Linked DNA regions of Gossypium raimondii: region 2 is linked to region 1. A link is a contact called in public Hi-C data. All regions are on one chromosome and are shown on one strand. The core of a region is the stretch at or near the end of the contact, and the rest is flanking DNA. Distances in the headings are between cores, read along the strand shown. Region 1 holds the start of LOC105791870 (DNA (cytosine-5)-methyltransferase CMT2). Region 2 holds the start of LOC105791886 (26S proteasome non-ATPase regulatory subunit 13 homolog B).

The links. Hi-C and Micro-C count contacts between places; a contact is called where the count stands out from the background.
Region 2: a contact with region 1 is called in a Hi-C map of leaf, with 2.0 times the contacts expected there. The contact joins the promoter of LOC105791886 here to the promoter of LOC105791870 in region 1. A contact is called at or near these places in 2 of 2 Hi-C or Micro-C datasets (both in leaf).

What each region holds. Positions count from the first base shown.
Region 1 is chr8:49,383,027-49,388,614 of ASM2569854v1, forward strand. It overlaps LOC105791870 (DNA (cytosine-5)-methyltransferase CMT2), which reads right to left and starts at 3,215. Exons shown (of 22, transcript XM_012620142.2): 1 at 2,444-3,215; 2 at 1,809-1,852; 3 at 925-1,690; 4 at 510-544; 5 at 263-374; 6 at 1-66. The coding sequence starts at 2,893.
Region 2 is chr8:49,580,039-49,585,626 of ASM2569854v1, forward strand. LOC105791886 (26S proteasome non-ATPase regulatory subunit 13 homolog B) reads left to right here and starts at 2,313. Exons shown (of 6, transcript XM_012620176.2): 1 at 2,313-2,628; 2 at 3,956-4,402; 3 at 4,828-4,908; 4 at 5,306-5,502. The coding sequence starts at 2,479.

The DNA of each region.
Region 1 (5,588 bases), core at 1,965-4,464:
ATTTTCTCCATCTGTTGTTTTAAAAAATTCTAATATCTTGCCAATGTGGTGTTTTGCTTCTTCACCCTGCAAAAAATCCTTATCCCATGAGAATTTGCTTGCTTCAATTGCCATATTATTGAAATGTAGAACTGCCATAGGCAGACAAGAAGAAAAGGATTAGAAGAGAGACCACGTAAACTTGATTTGCCCAACATTAATTAAGAGAACCTAAATGTATATATACAAATTTTAAAACACACCGTGTGTTGATCACATTTACCTTAATATAAACACAATCCCCAAGATTTATGGTACATCCATCAATTTCAGCTTGAGCATAATGGCATTCCACATTCCAAACTACCTTGTCTTCATCATCATCATCATCATCACTATCACATTAGGAACAGGGGTTATAAGCCCAAGAAAGAAGATGAAGATAAAAAGGTTAATAGCAATTTTGAGATAAAAGCTAAATCAAGATAACTAAACCACTAAGCAGGCAGAGCTCATAAGAGGTTACTTACTCCGATGAGATGAGTTTTCTGTTAGATTTTGTATTCTGCAAAGTACAAGATATTCACAATCAGCATTGAAAAATACTAGTGCACTCAAATTACTAATATTCCAGCTCATCCCCAAACCATTCTCTTTAAAAATTAAAACCAAGTGCTTATGAACACTATAGCAGCAAACTACATGCACTATAGTCCAGACTCCAAAGGAGCAAAAGCTAGATGCATAGTTACTTACCGATGTATCAATGTTGAAAACTAAAGATGCTTTAATGCATGCCAGATAATGCTCAAACAAGATAAAGGGATATCAGAATGGACAGAAAAGGAAAGAGAGGCAAAATAAAGTAAAAACTTATGGTCACTGCTTCAATCAGCCTAATCAATCAAAGAAATAGCATTTGACAGTGTAATTCATATCAACCACCTTCATTTCATATCGCCAACGCCACCTTTCTTGAGCTTCGTCATCCGGGATTGGATTGCCTATAAATATAACATCAGTCTTGGATTGGCTCTTCTTCTTTCCTGAAAGAGACGAGCCCTTGGCTTTCTTTGAGAATGTTTCATCTGAGGTTCCCATATCTGATTCTGCTGATGAGATCTTAAATTTCTTGGAAGGCTGTTCATCACATGAATTGGATAATCTATTGGAAGAAGAGTTTACTTTAGCACTATCACCTTCAGCCAATAATGTAGAAAGTGAGGAAGGTGTTTTCAACTGCTTTTCATCAGACATTTCCCTCCTATGTTCTCTAAAAGATGCATTACTGTCGCCATTTTCTGTTGCGTGCATGGAACTGGGAGAAATTCCCAAGAGCTTCTCTTCAGAAAAGACCACTTCATCCATATCCAATCTTCTAACAGAGATATCACTGCTACCATTTTTAGTAGCCTGGCTAAATTTCAGAGATCTTCTTAACTGCCTTTCAATAATAAGCCTTAAGTTTGTCTCATTATGCCTTAAAGGAAAAGTTCCTTTATCCGCTTCCTCGGTCTTTGACAGACATAATCGCTTGCCGTTCAACTTTCCAGAAGATCTTGTTTCAGAGTAGGAACCTTTGTCAGAGGATTTAAAAATAGTTTTTGATGCGCGACCTTTGGTTTCAGGTGGGGCCGAAGTCAATCGTGGAGATCTCCTCAACCCCATTCCATTGGTTCTTTCAATATTCATGATTTTTGCCCCTTTATTTCTACCGACACAAAAAAATAGCATAAAAAGAAAGATCAGGAACACACAGTGTAGAGCAAGGTTGACCATGTCATATTACTAAAATGCACCAATGAAAGAAATTAGCAATTGCTACTCACTTTAACTTGAACCGTTGACTTTTTGAGCTTCGACTCTGCATAACCTATGAACAAGAATCCACACAAATGAATCAGGTAAGTTGCATACCTCTAAAAAAGCCTTCATCTTTGACTTGTAAAGCATTTGAAAAAAACCCACAAGAAATATAGCAGCAGAAAATCAAAGCCATTTATTAGACGAATTAAGAAGCCATAAATGTGACCCACATTTACATGTATTATTTTTTAATTTACGTTGACCCAAATAGAACTACAATTAAAGCCTTAATTACAACTGAAACCGTCTTCTTAGATAATATAAAAATAGAGAAATCCTTCCAAAAAATATAGAGGAAGATTTTATTACCGGGAAAAAAAAAAAGACTTAATACTTTAGCTCGATGAATAGGGGCCAACACACCTAGCTGCTAAACTTACTACGCCGAAATATCTAGTGCCTGTTTACCGAACCCAACCAAGAAGGCTGGACGCATAATCCCTTAAGGCAACAACTATGGCAGACCTCCTAGCTTACCTTAATTTACAGCCCAATGTGTTAAACATATTTCTTCTTTATTTTCAGAATAAATTTAGAAAATCTCGATGGAAAATTAAATTCTTAAGTTAGTGGAAAAACAAAAAAGCAATGGCGTTACCTTCGCGGAAAGAGAGAGGACTTTTTTATTTTCAGCGGCAGCTGAAATGGTAGTAAATCTTGGCGACCTTCTAAGATTCTTACCCTCTACAGTTGTACTTTCCTTAATTTTCCTTTTACAACCTTCAGTTTCTAAACTCACAATGGCCTTGGGCCTCACATTTGCGCTCTCCCTAACGAACAACGCTGAATTTCTGGGCGACCTTCTCAGGCATCTCTCAAGCACCGTTTCTATATCGGATTTCCTCGAAAAAACACTCCGAATTGGAAGTAACTGAAAGATACTGGCGGATCTTCTCGGTAGAAGCTTGTTATCATCGGCGCCGGCGGCAATTTCTTCCGGGACGCAAATCTCTAGAGGCAATGGCTGCTCCACATTATCGTCTCCGGTTGTGACCAAAGTAAGAGACTGAGATTTGGAATCAGAGTCGGAATTTTCTGTTGGCTCCATAAATGCGACAAAAAAAAAAGGCAATTTCGATAATTTCGAAGATAAAACAAGATTTGAAACCAAACAGAAAAACAAAAAAATTCAAATGTGGATGGAAGAGTGAAGGTGGAGCATAAGGGGAACCGCGGGAGGCCACTGCATCGGTAAGTGCAGAAACTGAGTTCACTTTGCCTCACTCCATACGATCTACACTGCACTCCAGCTTTTGGGAGTTCAGACAAGGAAAAACGTTGTTTCTTTTATTTGAAAAAGATAAATTACGGGATTGATGTGTTTAAATCTGTGCTGTTGAAGGCTTGTACGTTTTGAGAATGGGTTATCAGATCAATCAGAGCGCACAATTATGAAAAGCAAGCACGCATTGGTCACTTTAGATATGATCGTATTTATTTTTAACTATGTTACGCCATTTATGATAAATAGAAAAAATAGATTATATAATATTTACGACAAAACATTTATTTAATTTTTTTATAAAAATTAAGATTTTGTTGAAATGGTGAAGGTAAGTATAAAAAAACTATGACGTATTAAATTTAATTTTAATTTTTTAAGATTCTACGTAAAAATATAAAATGAATAAAATATATTTATAGAAATGTTTGGTACTTTATAAAAAATAATTTTGATAGTTCCTCAATTGAATTAGAATTTAGTTAACAAGTGATATCAACTAAATCAGTCATTTAAATAATAATTAGAAATCCTATAATATGTAGAGGCGAGTATTCGATCCAATCAAGTGAAAATTTTTTTGAATTAATTGAGTTGACGAGTCTTATTTTATCGTCCTAACTCGATTTGAATTTTTTTTTCGAGTAGAATCGAATCGAGTGAAATTATTCGAGTTGAATTAAAAAATTAAACATGTCAAATTAAAATATTGTTACAGTATAACTAATTCTATGTTATAACACATAAATTTGAAACAATATATATTTAAAAACTTTTTTCAAAGCAAAATAAAAATATATGTTTTAGTATGCTAAACTTGAATCATTAATTTACTTATTTAGGTTCACAAAATTATTATTCTAGAATTTTATAATTTTTAATAAATATAAATTTTAGAATTTTTATAAATATTTTGAATTTTAAAATTTATTTTGAATTTTTGTAATTTTGTTGAGAGAGACCAATTTTCTCATTTTCTAACTTGGCAAGGACCAAAAGGGTATTTGCACCAATTTGTTATTTGAATTATTCAAGTTATGTAAATTGTAAAATTCAACTTGATTCAAACTCGAAACTCAAATTATTTATTTGAGTTGACTCTAATAATTCAAATAACTCAATTCGATTAACTCAAAATTCGAATTTTTTTCAAATCGAATTAAGTTTTGTTCACCCCTAATCACATGTGGATGTAGGTTGAAACAACAATTAATAATATATGAAATATGTACGATTTATACAAATATTTAACAATTTTATATGACAAATATATTTATTAAAGTTTGATAAACTTTTGTCTGGTAGATGAGCTAATAGTAGTTTAGTGGAACTACGGCTGTTACATCAAGTTTTGGGTCGAAAATGGCAAATTTGTATCCGGCATATCCGGTAAACTCTTAATGGTGTTGCTAATCACATGACTAAATGTGCTGATACAAGTAGCTCTTTGATACGTTTATTTAGATCCCTACAAGCTTTGGTCATGAACTTGTTGGAAAGAGATCGCAACATGTCTATTTACTCTTGATTATGATTTTATCTAGTGTAATCGCTTAATACTGTCCTTTTCTATAAAAAAAGTATATGCATAGCGTCATTGGTTCAAATATCATTATGGACTTTATCAAGAAAAAAAAACCTCATTATAGACAATTTTTTTTTATAAAAAGTAAAAAATACTCACAAAATCATTTAAATTACTTTACAAATATTTTTATATAGTTTCTTAATTGAATTGAGATCGAGATGGATGACACCAAGTTAATAAATAACTTTATAAATAGTATAAATATAATTTTTATTTATAAAATTACTAAAATCTTAATTAAAATTTAGTTAGAATGATAAAACTTATATCTATGAATATCTAGATTTTCTATTCTCAAGTCTCTAAATGAGTTTTTCTAAATTAACTATGGATTTAAATTATTTTTATAGATTCTATATAAAAATAAAATCACTCAAAATAATATTTACTGATGAATTAATATTTAATTAATCTATAACATCAACTCAAACAAATCAATTAATAATTGTATATAGGCACAATATAAATTTATAATTTTTCTACATCAATAACCAATTATATGGATAACAAATTGCAATATGATACTTCGATGAAAATATTTATAAATAAGAGATGGATCCACTTACATTGGTGTAAAATTAAAATTGTTTTACACCCTTTTATATTTTTCCATACAGTTTGGTTGAGCAGGTTTGAACTTAGGAGATGACATTGTTGGGAGAGATAGCCACGAACCCCAAATATGGACCATAAAACAGACTTGCATGGTACCAAAAAAAGTATCTTTTCATACAATTAATATTTTAACGATCCAATCGTTAAATTTATCAATATAATTATACTTGACTTGCACATAATATTTTAAATCAAATCAATATTGATCTAAAATATTGTCTATATTAGTATATACATTTAACGGTTGAAAGTTTTTACATAAAAATAGATTGAAATTTTAATTTTTTTCAAACTTAACCTACAAAATCTATAAAAATA
Region 2 (5,588 bases), core at 1,063-3,562, 200 kb after region 1:
GTAACTTGTTTTATATAAGTTTTTTTTTAAAAAAAAGATCGTATTTTAAATCTATTCAAAGTTTTCTATTTTCGACATTAAGACATTAATTATTTAATTAGGTACCAATTTTTGGGCGTTACGAGAGTGTTAATCCTTCCTCGTACGTAACCGACTCTCGAACCCATTTTTCTGAATTTCATGGACCAAAATTGTTGTTTTAATAAAGTCAAATTGCTTATTAAAAATAATCACTTTTTGAGGTGACCCGATCACACCTAAATAAAAAGGATCGGTGGCGACTCCCATTTTTATTTTTTTTAAAATCCAAGTCAACCCCGTTTTTCAAAATAAAAATGATGTCAACACATAAATTACTTTGTTTCTTTGCACCCTATTTTCCATAATATAAGTTGCCAACCCTATAAGCTCATTTGACACAAATTATTTGCCTCATAGTGTAAGTTTCATGATTTGTAGGATCCTTTCTTTCACTTAGCTTATACTGATTTCCCCGGTGCGAATCTTGTATTGTGAGCCAAACCACACTATTTCGACAAAATTACATTCTCCAAAAAGATGCTTTCCATCCTCTTCAATTTTAACATTAAAATAATAATTTGTAAGAATTTATTAATATTATTATTTATGTTATAATATATTAATATTAACATTCAAATCATGATGAATTTTTATATTATTTTAATATTAATTTTTTAAAATTAAATAACATTAATGTAACTAATTCTAAATTAATTAAATATTTTTTAAAATATTTATAATTACATTATTTTTAAATTTATTAAATATTTTTTTGAAGAAATTCATTAAAAATTAAAAAAAACCTAATATTATAAAAAAGAAAAAAAAGTGCATTGTATATGAATACAAACTAGTTTTGACTTTAAATAAGGAACTCTACACCAAAAGGAACGACCAAGAATCAGCAAACGGAGAGAAATTTCCAAAACTTCCAAGTCCTCAAACGGAGAAAATAAGTGCAGCTTTAAAATTGAACCAAAGCTGTCTGCTCACGTGGAGCAGTTGACATTTATTTGTTTGTGGGATTAATTGCTTGCAAGGTTCATCTATGTTTGGCATGTTTACAATCAGGTCTTTTTCTTCGTTTAGCACTTTTTTTTTTTTTAAATCTAGTTTCAAATTTAATTAATTTTGTTTATCTGGTTTCTGCTTCATTATTCAATTTTTTATTTATTTCATTCTTGGTTAATTATTTTTTCTTGATGAAATTTATATGTTACAGGGATTATTAATTGTTCATTAATGCCCAAGCATATTTAGCGTTGTTTTTTATTTCATATTTGGTTTTGAACCTTGTTTAATATCTATGTTAATCTTCTGTTTGATTTCTTAATTGAAGTCATTAATTTATGAAACTTTGGTTAAATAACTTAGAAAGCCCTAATAAAAATGTCATATAGTTTCTTTGCAATACTGAACTTCCAAACCAAACCCAGTATATCAAATCTATTTTTCTGGCTAACCACAATAATCTTAAATTGGTCACCGGTTCGGATATAAAATTTTAAGCTTATTTTTTAAGTTTGGGTTCAGCTCAGCTCGAAAAATAGACCTAAAAGTTCACTCAAACTTGACTCAAATTAAAAATGCTAAAATTGAGTCTTACCCGCCTGTATTAATTTTTTTAGATTATTTTTTATATAAAATAAATTTTAAAAATATAATACGTTAAATACACTAAAAATATTAAAATAAATATTTCTCAATAAATTGAAAACATATTTAAAAAAGTTTATATTTAAATAACATTAAAATAATTATAACTTAACAAACAAATACCTTAAAATAATAACAAAATTAAGAATAAAATAAAAGTTATACAACATCTAAATAATGAAAACAAAATAATAGTAATATAATAATAAAATAGTAGTAAAACAAACAACGAATCAAAAATAAAACAGCTGATTCAAGGCACGGACCAAAAATTGTACCATTTAAGCCATTTTTGGACTTATATTTTTTTCTCTTTTTGAACTCTAATCCTAACGTTACTTATATTTTCATATCTAACTTGTTAGGAACTTTTTCAAATCGTGATGACAATTACAATAATTATCTAATCTTACTGCACATATGAAATCATAAAGAATTACAACAAAATCCTAAAATCCAAATTTTAGTTTTTGCCCTGAATTACTAGCTTAATGGAAGGCCAAATCATTTGTGCAAAAACAATATAATGAAACACGGAAAAGCAAAGCCCATTATGAACCAAAGTCTTAAATGATCCGACCCACACCACAAGCCGACCCGACATATAATTTTCCCTTTTTTGGGTATGTTTTTTTTCTATTCCTTCGGTCGATTGAGCTGACGGCTTTTCTTTGTTTTCCCCTTCAGAATTCATATAGATACAGAGAACCAAAGTTGAAAAAAAAGAACATACGCATCTAAATCTTTAAGGCTTCAGCTTCTCTTTCTCTGTTTCGACTCTGTGGAGTAAATTTGGGATCGATGGCGGCCTTGCAATACCTAGACTCTCTTCGAAATGAGCATCCAGAGCTAGCCGACTGGTATAATTCTCTTGCAGATCTGTATCAAAAGAAGCTCTGGCATCAGCTCACTCTCAAGCTTGAGCAGTTCGTTGGTCTCACCGTCTTCCAGGTCTCTCTCTCTCTATGTATATATATTCCGTGTTGTTTGGGTTTAGAGTTCGTAGATCTCTTTTATATTATGGTTTTAAGAATTTAGGAGTTAGGGTTTTTGAATGGAGCTGGTTACTTTTTTCTTTTCTTTTTGTTTTTCCCCTAGGGGTTTATAGTAGAATTTGGATCTCATTGTCGAGGATTTATTAGGGTTTTTAATACTACTCTTACCATTTTGTTTTTTATTTTACTTTTTACTATTTAGTCTTAAATTTGAAACGAAATAAATAAGAATTGTTTATACTTTATTGCTTTGATGTTCAACAACTCGGAGCTTATTAAAGAAAGTATACTCACTTGGGTTTTGCCTTTAATTTTTTTATTGTAATGTTTTTGCATAGAATTGTTGCTAACTTGCAGTAAAAAAAGAATTAGTGGAAATCTTCAGTTTCCATGAATTATATGCTGGATAAAGTACATGAATAACAATAATTAGCATCTAAAGCTCTGGCATGTTTATTTTAGGGCAAAATTCTTCTCTGAATTGTAGAAATTTGAAGTGTGGTGATGTTATGTAACTTAGGGATGGCAATGGATAATGCGGATTGGGATATTTGTGGACATCCAACTTGCTTTTTATAGATTCAAATATTGTGGATTCTGATAATATTCAGATTCAGAAATTCTAATTACTATCCCAGCTATTCAAAGCTGATGCAGATTTTAACATTCGGTATTCATTATCCGAATCCACTTTACTTTCACTGGTAATGGATGTGGATTTGGATAATAGGTATGCGAATTCACTTTACGAATATGAATAACGATTCGGATATCCAAATCCATTATCCTTTTTACTTTTTGAAATTTTTATTTAAAAAACATTTTTGTACTTATTTAGCCAAGTCTGTTATTTGACTAATAATTTAATTAATTTGATTTCAGATTTGGATAGTAATACTCATATTTAAGCTGCTTATAATGATTTGGATTTTAAAGCAGATTTGCGGACTCGAATCCAAATTTTACTGAAATTACAGATATCTAACCCGTTGCCATCCCTAGTTATGTTCCTTTACACCTCTTGTTTTCGTAGAGTACATCTGGAAATTTCAGTTGTGGTTTCCTACTGCTCTCGTGTCCCTCAGTGAATAATGCATGGATAACTAATCTGAAGTGTGGTTTACTTGATCATTTTCATTTACAAGAAACTCGGCTTTCTATTTGTTTTAGTGATTCATATGTACGTAAATAATATGGTAGCAAATGAACTAATTGCACCCCATGTGCTAGATATTGGCTAGGTCATCTAACTTCCTATGGCACTTGTTTCTCGCAAATTTCAGGCTGGAGATGCATTGATAAAGTTGTATCGTAACTTTATCACTGACTTTGAGACGAAGATTAATCCTCTCAAGCTTGCACATTTCGCTGTTATAGTTTCTCAGCAGTACGCAGAGAAAGAGGCTGCTATTAGTTTCCTTGAAGGGGTGATTGAAAAGCTTCAGGCTACTAAGGAGCAGCGCATAGAAGAGCCAATTCTTTATATTAAGATGCAAATTTCCAAATTCAAGCTTGAGCAAGGTGATCAAAAGGAGTGCAAGAAACTTCTTGAAGATGGGAAGAGTACCCTTGACAGTATGACTGACATAGATCCATCTGTATATGCTACCTATTACTGGGTTTCATCTCAATACCATAAATTTCGCCAAGAATTTGCTGAGTTCTACAGAAGTGCTCTCCTTTATCTTGCATACACATCAGTGGAGTCTCTCTCAGAATCTTTTAAGCTGGTATGTTTCTATGTGTTCTCTGCCAGTCCAATAGTACTGCCTTGTGATATTATTGGAGCTCATTAAGTTTACTCTTTTTTCTGTTTTTTAATATATTTTAGGCTGTGTAGAGTTGAATATGGTTATTGGAAGTCTAACACTGTACCAACAAGCCATTTTACTCATATCAAGCTTTTATGTTAAAAGTTCTTGTTATTCAGAGTCCCCCTGCTTTTTTTTTCTTGTAATTATCATTTTATCAACCTATTCATCTAACAGCAGTGCCTCCGAAGTCTGATGGCTGATGTGCTTAAATATTCTGTTTTCCAGCCCCTTACACCCCAGTCATAATATTGATGGAAATAAATGAACTAAAGAAATTGCTAGGAATATATTTGTCCATTGACTTCATTTCATTTAATTTTATTTGAACTCTTTTGATATAGGATTTGGCATTTGATCTGTCCCTTTCTGCTCTTTTGGGAGATAACATCTACAACTTTGGAGAACTCCTTGCTCATCCAATTGTAAGCATATATTTATCAAGTTTCTTAAATTCACTATATATTGCAACTGGTCCAATTGTTATGGAGATGATCGATGCAGTCTTGATTAAGAAAATGTGCTTTTAATTGCACAAAGATAAGGTTCATAGGCCTCGTTTATGATACTCATGTTAATGTATGTGGAGGTTTAATGACTGAAAAGTGCCTGCTATTAAGAGCCTCTTTTCGTTTTGCATTTCTTTTCATGCTATTGCAATTGCATGAATGCATTCTTATTTTTCATTGTGTTGGATTGATTTAAAAGGGAGTTTGTGTGTTGTAGTTTTTTTTCTTTTTCTTTTTTTCCCTTCTGAATTTCTTTGCTTTGATGTTTTTATTTTGTTATGTTTGAGATGATGACTGTTGGCATCATTTACAGATAAAGAGTCTTCTGGGGACCAAGGTGGAGTGGCTTTATTATATCCTCCAATCCTTCAACTCTGGGAATTTGGTTCGCTATGAAGAATTGTGTCGCGTGCATAATGCTGCACTGAGTGCTCAACCAGCCTTGGTTGAGAATGAGAAGAAGCTCTTGGAAAAAATCAATATTCTATGCTTAATGGAGATTATCTTCAGGTGTGTATTGTTTTAGTGTACCCTAAGAGATCAGGTCAAAGTTGTTGATAATTGTATGTGGTTAAAAACTAAAGTACAATATGTTT